3 separate regions of the Mus musculus genome follow, and regions 1 and 3 are each linked to region 2. The links are chromatin contacts, called in public Hi-C and promoter capture Hi-C maps. All regions are on one chromosome and are shown on one strand. Each heading gives the region's core, a stretch centred on a gene start, on an enhancer-like site or on the middle of the called end of the contact. The rest is flanking DNA. Distances are from core to core; before and after follow the strand shown.

What was found. Hi-C and Micro-C count contacts between places; a contact is called where the count stands out from the background. Capture Hi-C pulls out chosen DNA fragments and counts their contacts.
Region 1: a promoter capture Hi-C map of adipose tissue shows a contact between it and region 2. The contact joins the promoter of Stim1 here to the promoter of Anapc15 in region 2.
Region 3: a contact with region 2 is called in a Hi-C map of cortical neurons, with 6 times the contacts expected there. The contact joins the enhancer-like site here to the promoter of Anapc15 in region 2. A contact is called at or near these places in 2 of 39 promoter capture datasets (hippocampal neurons and liver), 2 of 484 Hi-C or Micro-C datasets (cerebral cortex and cortical neurons), 2 of 115 datasets of contacts at active chromatin or transcription factors (acute myeloid leukemia and forebrain) and 1 of 9 other capture datasets (macrophages).

Annotation. Positions count from the first base shown.
Region 1 is chr7:102,264,891-102,269,464 of GRCm38.p6, forward strand. Stim1 (stromal interaction molecule 1) reads left to right here and starts at 2,929. Exons shown (of 12, transcript NM_009287.5): 1 at 2,929-3,663. The coding sequence starts at 3,525.
Region 2 is chr7:101,894,382-101,899,169 of GRCm38.p6, forward strand. Anapc15 (anaphase promoting complex C subunit 15) reads left to right here and starts at 1,950. Exons shown (of 6, transcript NM_027532.4): 1 at 1,950-2,069; 2 at 3,352-3,436; 3 at 3,561-3,690; 4 at 4,173-4,232; 5 at 4,519-4,656. The coding sequence starts at 3,414.
Region 3 is chr7:101,412,235-101,416,850 of GRCm38.p6, forward strand. It overlaps Arap1 (ArfGAP with RhoGAP domain, ankyrin repeat and PH domain 1), which reads left to right. Exons shown (of 34, transcript NM_001040111.1): 34 at 1-352. Among named protein-coding and RNA genes, the nearest start is that of Pde2a, 37 kb to the right of the region's middle. Within about 2 kb of position 2,822, at least 52 of the 459 cell types and tissues checked have an H3K27ac peak or open chromatin away from gene starts, as enhancers often do. A contact at or near this core is called in cerebral cortex, cortical neurons and forebrain, where this site is marked.

The sequences.
Region 1 (4,574 bases), core at 1,679-4,178, 370 kb after region 2:
GATTATTTTTAGTTGTGTGTGTGTGTGTATGCAGGGTGTGTGTGTGTGTGTGTGTGTGTGTGTGTGTGTGTAGGGCACTGGATCCCCCTGGAGCTGGACATTCAGGTGGTTATGGCAGACCTGATGTGGGTCCTCTGAAAGAGCTCATGCACTCTTAGCTACTGAGCCATTTCTCCAACTCCTTGATACGTTATTCTCTGCCAGTGAAATGAGCCTATTCAAGTCAAATTTAAGTATATCAAAGCAGGTTTAATGGGAAGCCACTCTCAGGTGGGTTCACTGGTCCCATGGAACGAGGCCAGGGAAGTCACCTAGGGGAGGGGGACAGAGAAGGGGGGTAAGAGGAAGAGCATTCATATGCAGGGAGAGAGAAAATGCAGGGATAGGGAGTGAGAAGGAGAGCAAGAGAGACTAAAATGTCTGCACTTAATAGGAAAGAGCACTCAGGGGAGGGGAAGCCCAGCCCCTGGGTACAGGGAGTCTTATGTCAGGTAGGCACTGAGGGATACCGGGAGAACCTGGAGGCCAGGTCCACTTTGGTATGTTAAACATTCACCTCAGCTGTTTGTCCTGGGTCTGAATCCTAAAAGGTCTCTATCCTTTTTTGGCCACAATCTGTTGATGCTGTGTCCACCTTTCTGCCCGATTGATTTCCAGTCTGTAGTCCCCACCCCTATCACTCCTACCTAAGACTTAGTCACATCATTGCCTACTTGTTCATTTTGTGACTTGAGTTTGAGAGCTGGCTCAGAACATAGGTCTGATAGAATCTAGGTCAGGGGTTCGCCTTTTGTTTTGGCCAATTTTCCAGCATATGGCTGTCATTCAATAGATATTTGTGTGATCAAATGAACTAACATTTACCAGTAAGCTTTTCACTAAGTATTTATGATGTGCAGGTGTACATCTCAGAGACCTCTGAAAACTCACAACCACACGATAGTGGGAGGAGTGGCTATATTTAGGGCCTAACTCTGTAGACTGGCTTTGAAGGTGATACAGATAGTAGCTTCCTTCCCTCCCTCCCTCCTTCCTTCTTTCCTTGCTCCCTCCCTCCTTCCTTCTTTCCTTGCTCCCTCCCTCCTTCCTTCTTTCCTTGCTCCCTCCCTCCCTCCTTCCTGTCTTTCTGTCTGCCTTTCTTTGAGACAGGGTTTCTCTGTGTAGCCCTGGCTGTCCTGGAACTCACTCTGTAGACCAGGCTGGCCTCGAACTCAGAAATCTGCCTGCCTCTGCCTCCCGAGTGCTGGGATCAAAGGCATGCGCCACCGCGCCCGGCTTGTGGTGAGCTTCTTTACCCACTAAACCATATTGTCAGCCTTAGGTTGAACCTTCTAAGGAGTTATTCAACAATATCTAGAATAACAAGAGGTTAAGTTTATTGGTGGGGAGCGGGTGGGGAAGTAGGGTGAGGAAGGTTTTCGGTAGAAGAAACAACAGACACAAATGCTCTGAAGCCTGTTTGATGTGTTTGGGAACTTCCTGAAGGTCCATGTTTAGCGTGGCGAATAGAGTGCTTGTTTATCGTGTCTGAGGTTCTGGGTTTGATATTGTAAAAGTGTACACACACACACCACAAGAAAAAAAAAAAAGGCCAGTGTGATGGGAGATTAACAGAGTGGAGAGAGTGATAGTAGATGACGTCTGACATGTATTTTTATATCAACAGCCTAACCCTTAAGCCAGGCAGCTGTTGGGCAAATCCGTGTTCTGGTCTTCAAAGGGCTCACTCATAACAGGAGCTGGTTTATCACTGTCAGAAGAGGGACTGGGCCTAATCCAGTCTCCTGCCTCCGGTGCCAAGGACAGGGGTAGGGCACGGAGGTTTCGGTAAAGATCTGCTGACAGTACGCTTGAGAAGAGAACAGGAAGTATAGGCTTTGCTAAAGGAAGCCTGGGCGGGGTTCTCTGTTTTTGGGGCACTTATTCTCAAGTCGCTACCATCTCCTCTAACGGAATCAGAGAGATAGGAGAATGAGATGGGAGGAACCATCACGGGCTTTACCCCACAAACCTCAAGAGGGTGGGGCCTGAGAGGTGGGTTGCAAGAGCTACACAAGGGCATAGGATGTAGATCAGGGACGGGCAGGGTGTTAGGAAAGCAGATAGACCTGTTAGGCTACGTACAGGTGACGTTTTACCTACAGTGGGATGGGCATTTCATTCTGCTTTTTGGAACAATTTCTTCTTTAAACACTTGTAGCCTCTAAAGGGCTTGACTAGGGGCTTCCCTTCCCTTCAGTAACCCTCTAGAAAGGGTCAGGGCCACCTAGGAACTAGTCCTTTTGCAGTACTTAGATGTGGCCACCAGGGACCGCTGCGTACGGGAGACCGGAGGCGCGGGTTATTGAGAGGCGGAAGCCGATTGGCTGCGAGGCGCGTCGAAAGGGCGGAGCCTGGGAGTCGGGAGTTGGGGGCTGGGAGCGCGCCCCTTGGCCAAACCTAGCAGGACCATAGTCACCCCAGGCGGCTCCAGGTTTGTCATCCTAGTGCGGAGTTTCTGTCCAACCTGACTTTACAGTGGAGTCCGGAGAGCAGCGCTGCGGCCCGGAGATCCGGACAGGGCAGTAGCTGTCACCGCCGCCGCAGGCCTGAGTTACCTGAGCAACTGCGTGTCAGGGGCCCGCCTGCGGGCGGGCGTTAGAGCTGGAGGCTGGGGTGCGCACGGCAGAGGCCGAGGCCCCATCCTTGTCGCGGGGCCGCGGTCCTGACGACCACCAGCGCAGGCAGGGTCCCCAAGAGACCCCGCCAGTTGCGGGGGGCTCTGGCGGGCGCTCTCCAACAGGTTATTCCGGGATAAGCCGGCTCTGGGGCGGGCCCGGGCTTCGCTGGGGGCCGGGCGGCGCGGGGCGGGCCGGCGGTAGAGCACGCCCCCGCCCACTTCGGGCCCGCCCCGTGCCGCCCTCCCGCCCTCCCGCCCTCCCGGGAGCCGCTGTCCCGGGCCTGGCCCGTGCGCGTCCGCCTGCTGCACCGGGGCACCAGGAGCCGCAGAGGTACCGGACCCGGCGGGGGCGCTGACCTCGGCCTAGGAGTCTTAGGATCCCGGAGACATCCGTGTCTGCTGGGGCCTGTAGGTCGCACGCCGAAGCCCTAGCTGCTGAGGCTCACCGCTGTTTCTCGGGGCGAGGTCAGGTGCCCCCCTTCTCTCCTCTCTTCTCTCCCTCCCCCACCTCAGTGCGGGCGGGAGATTCTGCCCGCCTCCTCCCGCAGGGGTGCAGCAGGCTGCGGAGCTGACAGCGGCCCCGCAGCCACCCTGCTCAAACTCTCCGGAAGCAGATAGAGCTCAGGCCGCCGCCGCAGCCCCGGCGGACCTACAGTTGGACCGGAGACTCCGATCCTTCTGCGTCCAAACTTGGGGCACTTGACCTTCGCTTATCGGAGGAGGTAAGCCCGCAGGTGGCTGGACAGCTGCGGCGCCGCGAGGGCATCTTGCTTTGGAACCGTCGGCTGCACTCCCTGACTCTGGGATTTGCTTCTGGGATCCAAAGGTGTCTACAGCAGGCGCATGTTGACTGAGACCTACCGTCATGGATGTGTGCGCCCGTCTTGCCCTGTGGCTTCTTTGGGGGCTCCTTCTGCATCAGGGCCAGAGTCTCAGCCATAGTCACAGTGAAAAGAATACAGGAGCTAGCTCCGGGGCGACTTCTGAAGAGTCTACCGAAGCAGGTAAAGAAGGCCTTGCGGCGGGCTGGACTGGGCTGGGGGCTTGATTGACTCAAGACTGAGTGGCCCGAAGTGGGCACGTTGGAATCTCCGCACATGTGAGATACACCATAACACTGTGTAGTCTCAGTAGTCCAAGAAGTTCTTTCGTGTAGTAGTCATGCCTAATGTTAGTATTTCCCCAGAGCAACTTTCCTTATCCCTCCTCCGGAAGGTAGTGAGAAGCCTCATGGGGACACCTTGACTTTTTAGATCAGTAAGGTTGAGGCCCCATTCAGGACTTCTTGTCTGGAAGAGTAGCCTTCTCAGATGTTAAAATTCCTTTTAGCCAGTTTTATCACTTGAGGTATAAGGGGGTGTGTGGCAATGGTGGGTTGAGGCCACTCGGGATGGGCAGGGAAGATCAGGGCAGGGCTGGGTCTGTTTTTCTACAGCTTGGTGTTCAGGTGTGCCTTTCTGTTCTAACCACCGTGAGAACCACCGTAGTCCCTCCTTTCCCTTAGGAAATCTGTCTTTTGCTTGTGCCCATGTGAAATATCAAAGCAAGTCCTTAGATGGAATCCTGTTTACCACTAGGGACTTAAATGGCCCTTTCTTGACTTCTCGGTAATAAAAAATCCTGGGACCACTTGTTGACTTAATCCGTTTCTTCTGACTGATGAGAGTAAGGATTCCATGTTATTATTTTTAATCTGTCCTTATTTTCCCTGTATACTTACAGAGCTTTGTTTAGCAGTAGTAGCTCTGGCCAATACTTTTGCAGTAGAAAGGAACCTTTAAAAAAAATACAATTAATTTACACAAAGTTTAGAAGCTCACCAGTTCTCTTTTTCTGTTTTTCACACCCTGTCACTACAATCTGCCCCAGACTGTAGCCTGAAGGGTTGGGGACAGAAGACTAGTTAGGGTGTTTG
Region 2 (4,788 bases), core at 700-3,199:
GATATTCTCTTACCTCTGCCTTCTAAATGCTGGGGGTTGGGCGTGGGGGCGGGGCATGTGCCGCTTCACCTTCCAAGATGCCATACTTGCAAACCCCAGGAAAAGATTCTTACAATATTTCTGTGTTTTTAAAGAAACCAACATTGTCACTACATCTAGTTAACAATTTTTTTCTGATGCACATTTATTTGGTGTGCAAGGCAGCAGAGAACTGCTACAGTGTGCACATGCAGGTCACAAGACAACTTGTGAGAGGCAGCTTTCTCTTTCTACCATGTGGGTCCAGGGATTGAAGTTGGGTCCTTGGTTTGTTAGCAAGTGCCTCTACCCACTGAACTATCTCACTGTCCGTTATTTTTATTTTTAAAATTTGCACCTGTTTTTGTGAGAGACAGGGGCTTATACATTTCAGGCTGGCATTGAGCTTGCTACATAGCCCAGTCTAATCTTGAACTTCACATCCTCTTGTCTCAGGTCCCTGAGTGCTACAATTTTAATAAGCAGAGCTTGCTAACGTTTGAAAACGTTTGAAGCTGAAGCTGACCTCTTGGGCCATACAATCAGATTTGATAGGAAGCACATACGGAACCTCTTGAACAGTTCTATCTCATCACTCTTCACCAGAGCCAAGAACAGGAGGAAAACCAGGCAGATTATCATGCTAGTTACAGAAGAAACAGCGTAGACAAAGAATGTACAGGCCTGGGGAGATACCTTAGGGGTTAAAGTGCTTGTTGTAAAAGAAGCCAGGATTGGTGTTTGGGTCCTCAGAACCCACATGATTGCTGGATGGTTATGGCAACCAGCCTGTAATTTCTGTAAAGACAGAGAATTCTCAGAGAACCTGGATAGTCAGACCAGCGATAGCAGGGACTTGTGGTATTGAATAAGAATAAGATAGAAGAGCAATTGAGGAAAATTCCCAGCATCACTCTTGGGCCTACACATACATACACATGCATACACACACACACACACACACACACACACACACACACGATGTTCAAACACACATATACATAAGATAAAATTTTAAATAGATAAAAAAGAGGCCAGCGTGGTGTTACACAGCTTTAATACCAACAGGAAGACTTCGAAGCCAACCTGGTCTAGATAGTGAATTTCAGGCCAGTTAGGAATACGCAATGAAACCTTGTCTCAAAAAAGAAAAGTAAATATTATGAATATGATGTAGTTCCATGACAGAGGCTTGTCTAGCATGTTCAAGGTATCCTCTCAGAAAGAAAAGAATGGATGCCGGGCAGTGCTGGCGAATGCCTTTCATCCCAGCATTTGGGAGGCAGAGAGGCAGAGGCAGAGGCAGAGGCAGAGGCAGAGGCAGAGGCAGAGGCAGGTGGATTTCTGAGTTCCCTGTCTCGAGAAACCAAAATTAAAAAAGAAGAAAAGAGGGGCTGGTGAGATGGTTCAGCGCTTAAAAGCATTGACTTCTCTTCCAAAAGTCCCGAGTTCAAATCCCAGCAACATGGTGGCTCACAACCATCCGTAACGAGATTTGATGCCCTCTTCTGGTGCGTCTGAAAAACAATTACAGTGTACTTACATATAATAAATAGATCTTGGAGGAGTTGGAGGAGGAGGAGGAGGAGGAGGAGGAGGAGGAGGAGGAGGAGGAGAAGGGTTCAAACAGAAAACCGAGTCTGAGAGAACAGAAGGGAAGAAACAGATGTTTCTTGGAACGCAGCAGCACACACGGCATCCACACAAGCGAACATTTCTGGAAACCATACTATTTCGAGGAGATTAACACGCAAACACCGCCGAGTGGCAGGAGGGCGGGACTAGTCGAACGCAGGCGAGGGGCTAGCCTGGAGAAACCCTGCCGCTGGAGATTCAAGGAGGAGCTGACAGGTAGGCGGGGCAAGCGAGGGTCCTCCCCCAACTAGTACGTAACTAAAGTACATCAACATCACTTCCGGCTCGGTGTTGAAGCGGGAAACAAAAGGAGACGCAAGACGCATGCGTTAGTGAGTCCCGGATTCTGGTGGGTTCTTCCGCTCAGACCTGGGGAAACGCTTCCGGGTCGCCGCCGGCTGCCGGCTCTTGGCGCGGTAAGTGCGGAAACGAGACTGCTGCCGTTTCCTTGCTTGTTCTTTCTTCCGGCTTCCAGAGAAACCCAGTTCCTTTGACTCGCTTCCCTAGCAGTTCATTTTCCCCATTTTTACTCTTAAAGACATCCTGCTCACTGGCCGTTTCCTAGAGTCTAAGCCCCACCCATCGCACATGGTCCGTCATGCATTGGTTTCACTTCCTGTCACCCAGCATTTCTTGCAGTTAATTGGCTTCGGCCAGGCCGCGCGCATTTTGCGATTAGCATCCCTATAAGGTCAAAATCCTGACGGAGACCCGCCCCTGCCTCCTTCCTGTTGGTCAATCTCGCAGTCATTATCATAATGAGCAAAGAATGGGCGGTGGTGGGTAGAATTTTAGTATATAAAATCTGTCAGTGCTTTCGGGATCGTGGTGGACGCGCCTTTTTTTTTTTCCCCCATCACACGGACCTGGGGGGGCTTTGGTCTAGGGAATGACAGCGTCTAGTTCTGCGTGGGTCAAATTAAGTTGGAACAAAAGCTAGAGTAGGGCCGGGTGTGGGGGCTGGTATACGCCTTTAATCCCAGCATCCGGGGGCTGAGGCATGCGGAGCTCTGTGAGTTTGGGACTAGCCTGGTCTATATAGAGAATTCCACGACAGTCAGGGCTAAATATTGTAACCCTGTTTCATTTACTAAAAATAGGGGGAAACACCAAGGTAGACACCAACTCTATTTTTTCCTGTGCCCTTCCTACAGTGCTGGGCCAGGATCCCTGCCTTGCGTAGGATTTAAGCCCCCATCGAGTGTGTGGCCAAAGTCAAGCTCTACATGTCACTGGGTTTGTGAGCCAGGGCGTTTTAGTTCAGCTTCTTGGTGACCTTCCTGGTCAGCAGCTTCAGCCCACAGAGTTGATTTTGTTCTCTTCCATGTTAGTTCATTCTTCATTTGTTTGTTATTTACTCATCCCTCTGAGAATTTCTTTTATCCTTGGTTGTGTGTACTGCAGTTTGACTGGTTGGTGAGAGAGGTGGTTCATGTCCACACCATTTTGCACTGGTTGGATGTGACATGAATCAAAAGAGCAAAAAATAAGTTTTGTGGTGCGTGTGTGTGTGTGTATTTAAAATGAATTTTACTAGATCTCTGCTATTGCTAATCTTGTGCATAATCACAATGCCACATTCCATCTCTGGCTCCCAGTCTCTTCTCTCTTTAAGCAACATACAGCTTTACTCATTATTTTCTTTGTTTGTCGTAATAACTGAGGATGATATAATTTTAATTATCCCCATTCTTACAGATGAGGAAACTGAGGCCCAGAGAGGTTAAGTGTATTGGCCAAAATCAAAGAGCTAGTAAGTGATGGAGCCAGGACTCAAACTCAGGTCTGTCTGATTTCAAGAGGGCAGGGCAGCTTCTCTGCTACCCACCCAATCCACCCTATCCCTAAATCAAATTTCAACTGCATCAAAACAAAACAAAACATATTCACGTGACCCTTTCCCTCAGCTTAGGAGCCATGTCCACCTTGTTCCCGTCACTCTTCCCTCGTGTGACTGAGACACTGTGGTTTAATCTGGACCGACCCTGTGTGGAGGAGACAGAGCTGCAGCAGCAGGAGCAGCAGCATCAGGCCTGGGTGAGTGAGGACCCAGTGCAGCATGGAGGTCTACCACCGGGCCGTGAGCTTGCCTTACGCTGGAGACCTGCTTAGAAAAAGGTTCCTCTGTGGGGAATAGTCAAGCTGAGTTTTGGGGGATAAAGTTCTTATTTTGTGGCACCCTAACTCGCTGAGGGACCATAGGATTTCGGGGGTAGATTAGATAGATGTCAAGCCCCTGACAGCCTAGGATCTTTTCTATACATCACAGAACTTAATAATTTCACTTTCACCAGAATTATATGAAAAAAAAAAACAGAGGCCCAAAGACTTTCCATATGTCTATCAATTTTATAAGGAACAGATGACAGGAGAGAGATTGCATCTTCCTGAGAACTGGGGGGAGAAGCTTTGTTTCAACATTTGGGGTCTCTTCAGGGGTAGGGGAAGCCAGTCCAATGCCCCTGACCTGCCCTGCTTGTGCCTTGGCCCTACTTTCCCCCCTACTCCTTTGCCCACAGCTCCAAAGCATCGCAGAGAAAGACAACAACCTGGTACCAATTGGCAAGCCGGCCTCAGAGGTGAGTGGTTCCTGTGGGTGGGGCCTATGTGAAGCCCAGTAGAACAAGGCTTTACTTTAATGGCCTTACTTTTGGCTCAGTACAATTGTGGTTTTCAATCTGGGAAGACAGAAAACGTGGGAACCTGAGGGGCTATGCATTGTGCCTAGTACTAAGGACCTTCAGGTCATGCAGCAGCCTGCCAGACTCAAGGCAGGCAAGGTTGGGAAGGTGGAAGCTCCAAGTTGGCCAGCTCTTGACCTGGTCCAGGCGCCCTGAGGCCTACAGAATCTTTCTGCTCTACCAGCACTACGATGATGAGGAAGAAGAGGATGATGAAGATGATGAGGACAGTGAAGAGGATTCCGAAGATGATGAGGACATGCAAGACATGGATGAGATGAATGACTATAATGAGTCACCTGATGATGGAGAGGTCAATGAGGTAGGCGGGGTGTAGGGGAGTGCCTTTGTTCCTAGGCTCCTGCCCCTGATCTAATTGATGGCCAAGGCATACAGAAACCCTGGCTGTACCCAGGGGCAGGATCTGGGCTGAGGCTGGCTGAGGCTCCTCCCC
Region 3 (4,616 bases), core at 1,572-4,071, 480 kb before region 2:
GGCCACAGTGCATACCACAAGCTTTGGAGGACTGTGAAGGGGGCTTTACCCTGGGCACTATGCGTGTGCTTCCAGAGTGGAGTCTGCCTCTCACATCACAGGGCATCGCCTTCAGAGGGAAGTGCTGACCTACAGAGGTCACCAGCTACTCAAAGACAGACTGGAGACTTCTGGGAAAGTGCTAAGCTTCTGCCTTCTCTGGAGTCTCATTGCCACCCTATCTCAAAGGCTTAGTGAGCAGACTTGCTGGTGTCCTGTCCTTAGCCTCGAAAGGGGCAGAGCAGAGCTGGATAAGACTGGGGTACCTGTGCCATCTGTGACCCCCCCATCACCTATAAAGCTCTGAACCCCGGCTGTGCCTTCCTGTCAGTTCTTGATGCCACAGGTCCTAGCCATAGGCCTGGCACCTCAGTCCTGGCTTACCAAGTAGGTGGCCCCAGTGGGGACCTGGATGTACACCTGGACATGTGTCCTGGGTGTTTGCCAGGAGACAGCACACGATCCTTGAGCTCTACTAACCTGTTGCACAAGCTACGGTCCCCATCCCTTTGTCCTATCTTCAGGGAGCTGCTCCAAGCCAAATTATCATGTCCTCCAGGCAGGACATGGCTAGAGGGCTTATGTGCCCAAGAGCTGCTTCCTCCCTGAACTTGATCTACTGTCCACCAACCCCAGAGACCAAGGAAGAGGGTACAACTAGAGGTGCCCTCTGCTGGTCTGGCACTGTCATTACTCTGGTTTAGGGATTAGCCAGAGGGGAGCTGCATTTGGCCACTAGGGGGCAGTCATGGACCACTCATAGTTGCAAATTTTGAGCAGGGTCTGTGTAACACCTCCTAACCCTCCCTACACCTGCAACACTTCCTCCCTCCCTCCTCTCCTTCCCCTCCCAGTGATATTCCTGGATCTGGCTTTGTTCTTCTGCCAGCTGGACCACTCAGCCCTGCCTCTGGCCAGCAACTAGTGATGTGTTGTAAGACAGCACAGTAGAGGTGCTTTGCTTTGATCTCCTGGGCTCTAGGACATGAGAGGAGCCCTTCGCCCAATGCCTACAGAATGCAAACCTAAGCCTGAGCCTCTGCTCTCAGCTTTCCCTGCCTGACATTAGAGTCTCCTCAGCTTTCCTCCTGCTCTTAGCCTGTTCTCCCCTTTTGTGAGCGCTCCCCGTAGCCAGCACTATGTGACACTGTAGAGTGCTTTCCCTTGGCGTGAGGTCACATCCCTGCAGGATTGAGACTCAACCTTCGTGAAAAATACCTGTGACTACAGTGTTGGGGGGGGGGGGCAGAGCAGAAGGTTCTGTTGTCTCAAGGATTCCTAATACTGGAGCCAGTGCCAGAAGGGAGGGATGCACTTGGTACTTTAGGTTGCTTGGGATGGGAGGAGCCCAGAGTTAGGGGTGGGAGCCTGAAGGAGGAAGGACTTCCTGGAGGAGTGTGGTTGGGGGTGGGATTGGATGTTGGGGAGGAGAATAGGGAGGGAACTCTGAGAGAAAAGGCTGTAGTAGGGCACAGCCTGGGCACCGAGCATTGCTGGTGGAGTGTTGGGGAAAAGTGGGCAGGGTAGGATATGGGGCAGAAGAGGGCTGGGGTATCTGCCTTTCTCTCTTCTGGCTCCTTCATTTCAACCCTCCCACTCTGCATGATATCCAGCAGTGAGGACCCAGGAACCCTTGGCTCCAGGGAGCTCTGGGTACACAGGCTGTAGTGAGACAGGTGGGGGTAAAGCTGGACCCTGCTACCTCCGTACTAACCCTGGGGCTGGAGGGGGCATGGAACCTCTTTCCTACCCCCTGGCTCTTATTGCTGCCTGCCCACAGTTCTGTTTTGGAAAGCATAGATGGGTAGGCAGATATCCTTTATAGTCCACGTGGCTTTGACAGTTACTTAGATCTCTGATCGTCTGTGTGCTCTCTGTCCTTTGGAGCTAAGCTGCATCCCGATAGCCTCCTGGGAACACTGAATGAGCAGGCGCAGGTAAGTGTGAAGTGCCAGCCGTGCCCCTTGCTAGTCTTCCTAGATATATCCGCAGTGACATCTTTGTGACATACAGGAGAAGAGCTTGAGAGGTTCAGCCAGCACTTAGTGACTACTTCCTGTGTTCAGCCCTCACTCACCAAGCACTTGTTGAATACCTGCTGTGTGCAGAGCTTTTGCCGCACACGTGGGGCAGATGAGTAAGTGGTGTGGGGGAGGAGGAAACCCTTGAGGAGAGAGGATGCTGCTCAGAGGGATTCATGAAGGGCTCATGTCCTGAAGCCTGGAGGGTAGGGGATGCTGAAGAGAGACAGACAAATGTAGATGGCCTGAAGTAAGGACCTGTTGTAGCTGGATCTTAACACCCATGCAACCCCAGGGCCTCACACCCTCAGCACCAGACACCCTAAGGCCTCCCCTCCACACCCTAGCTGTCAGGTCTTAGCTCTACTGGCTACCTAGGAGACACGACTACATCCCTGTCTAATGGGCCCTTTAGGATCTTGTCCCTACCAGAAAACAGCATCTTTTCTACTACTTAAGTACTTAGTGACCTGAATGACCCAGATCCTACTCTCAGACTGTGTGACTGTTTCTGTCTCACTGACACACATGCATGCACGTGCGCACCCACACCCACACAGAGCTGGTCAGAATCTCCCTGCCTCTCCTGTCAGGGAATGCCTTTGGATTCTTGTTCCCAGTGTCCATGTTCTATGAAAACATGGGGAGGATTTGTACCCAGCTAACCAACCAGGGGGATGGCTCCTTGAAGAGCTCACTGGCCCTGGCATGTGCCCTCCTCTATGCTACTTTCAGCCTGTGGAAATTTCCACACTTCCTCTGCCCTGGTTACAGCTCCTACTGCTGTATTTATCACCCTGGAGACACAGTGACACAGGCCACAGGCACACACTCATGCTCTGCACACACGTGCCTGCACACCTCAGCTTGCACTGCCATAACTCAAGTGCATCACACACACACACACACACACACACACACAGAGCACGTGGAGGAGGGACATCCACACACAAAGAGCTCTCTAGGAAAATTGTTCTCCCTCCTGCTGCTGCCCCTCCCCCACCTCCTCCTCCTCTGTTCTGTCCGCCCACCCCCACCCACAGACCAAAGAGCTGGGCCTGAGGACTGTACCTCCCACTCCTTATCAGCTGGGAGGCACTCTGCCTGGTGACTTGAGTGTGCCCTCCCTCTTGCCATTCCGCCCTCCCTCCCCCCTCTGCCACTCCCCTGCAATCTTGACTGTCTTCTATGCATAAGTCCCCTCTTTGTCACTCTTTTGACTCTGAAGTGGAAACTGTCATTCTTCTCTGCTTTGTCTCCCGGAGGTTCAAGTCGAGGAACCCCAAGGATCCAGGCAGAGAGATAGACTAGGAGGGGGTGCCAGGAACCCACATCTCCTCAGCTCCTGTCACCTTCAGCCCTCCTCTTGATGAGGGGAGGGCTGTGTGCCTGGAACCATGGAGACCAGTGAGCGTCATGGCAACACAGTCTGGGTGGGCACAGCCTTCCTCCTCCGGGGTTTGGGGGGGTGCGTAGGAGGAACCCCATGGGCCTGATGGCTGTGGGCCTTGTGCTGGTGCCCAGTGCTGGTCACCGCATCTGCCTGCAACCTGTTCTAGTCCTACCCCTCCTTGACTCACTGCACTGTGGGCTGCAGGACTCGAACGAAGGCTCTGATGCTCCCTGGACACTGCAGGAAAGATACTGCAAACACCAACAGAGCTCAGGGGCTTGCCTAGGGCCCCACAGACTTCATAGTTGGCCACCCATGTCAGTTTACTCAGGGCAGAGAAGTCAGCTCAATGTGAGTTTGGACTCCCTGTGAAACCCCCAACTAGCCCTTTGCCTTGCCAGTGAGGATATGGAATACCTGCTGTGCCAAGGCTTCGTGTGTTCTCTCACTTCACCCTTGGGAGACCCAGGGTGGCCAGAGAGTGGCCTACCAAGGACAGATAGGCTTGGGACAACCCGTCCTGGCAGGTACCCTTTTCTCATTTGTGTCTTCCTTGCTGAAGAGGAGTCCCTGGCAGGTTCTACAGCTTCATCAGAATCTGGCCTTAGGTTGTCTAGAAACCTGAGAGCTAGTTTTGGGGGGTGGGGTGGGGTGGGGTGGGGTAGACCCTTCCTTAAGTGCCTAGACATAGGGAGGACTTTGCAACCTGTGCACAATGGTTGCTTTCTGGTCCTGTAAAGACTTGTCTCTGCCCTAGATTAGAGTGTGCAGAGTCCAGGAGGAGACCCCCGCCTTGCAACCCAGACTTGACTTGTCTCCTGGCCTCTGTGCAGTCACGTTGCAGCTGCCTTCCTCCTGGCTTATGTAATCACTCAAATATAACAGCTGCCTTTATCCCACTGAGTCACGCCCCCTCCCTCCCTCCTCAGGTGTGGGGAGTTGCACAGAAGAGGTAAAGCAGGACTGAGTGGGAGGCTGGGGGACTCCGGGAAAGGGGGGTCCTGGTGTGCCAGGTTGGAGGGAGATGAGGACAGCAAAACCTTTCTTAGAAGAGGAACTCAGGGATCGCCTCTGCTCTGACCCACCCTAGTAAAATGCTGCATTCTTGTTGTGGGGAGGGGGTCCAAGTGCTAAAGCTCTATCCACAGCCTCCTTTGCTGAGC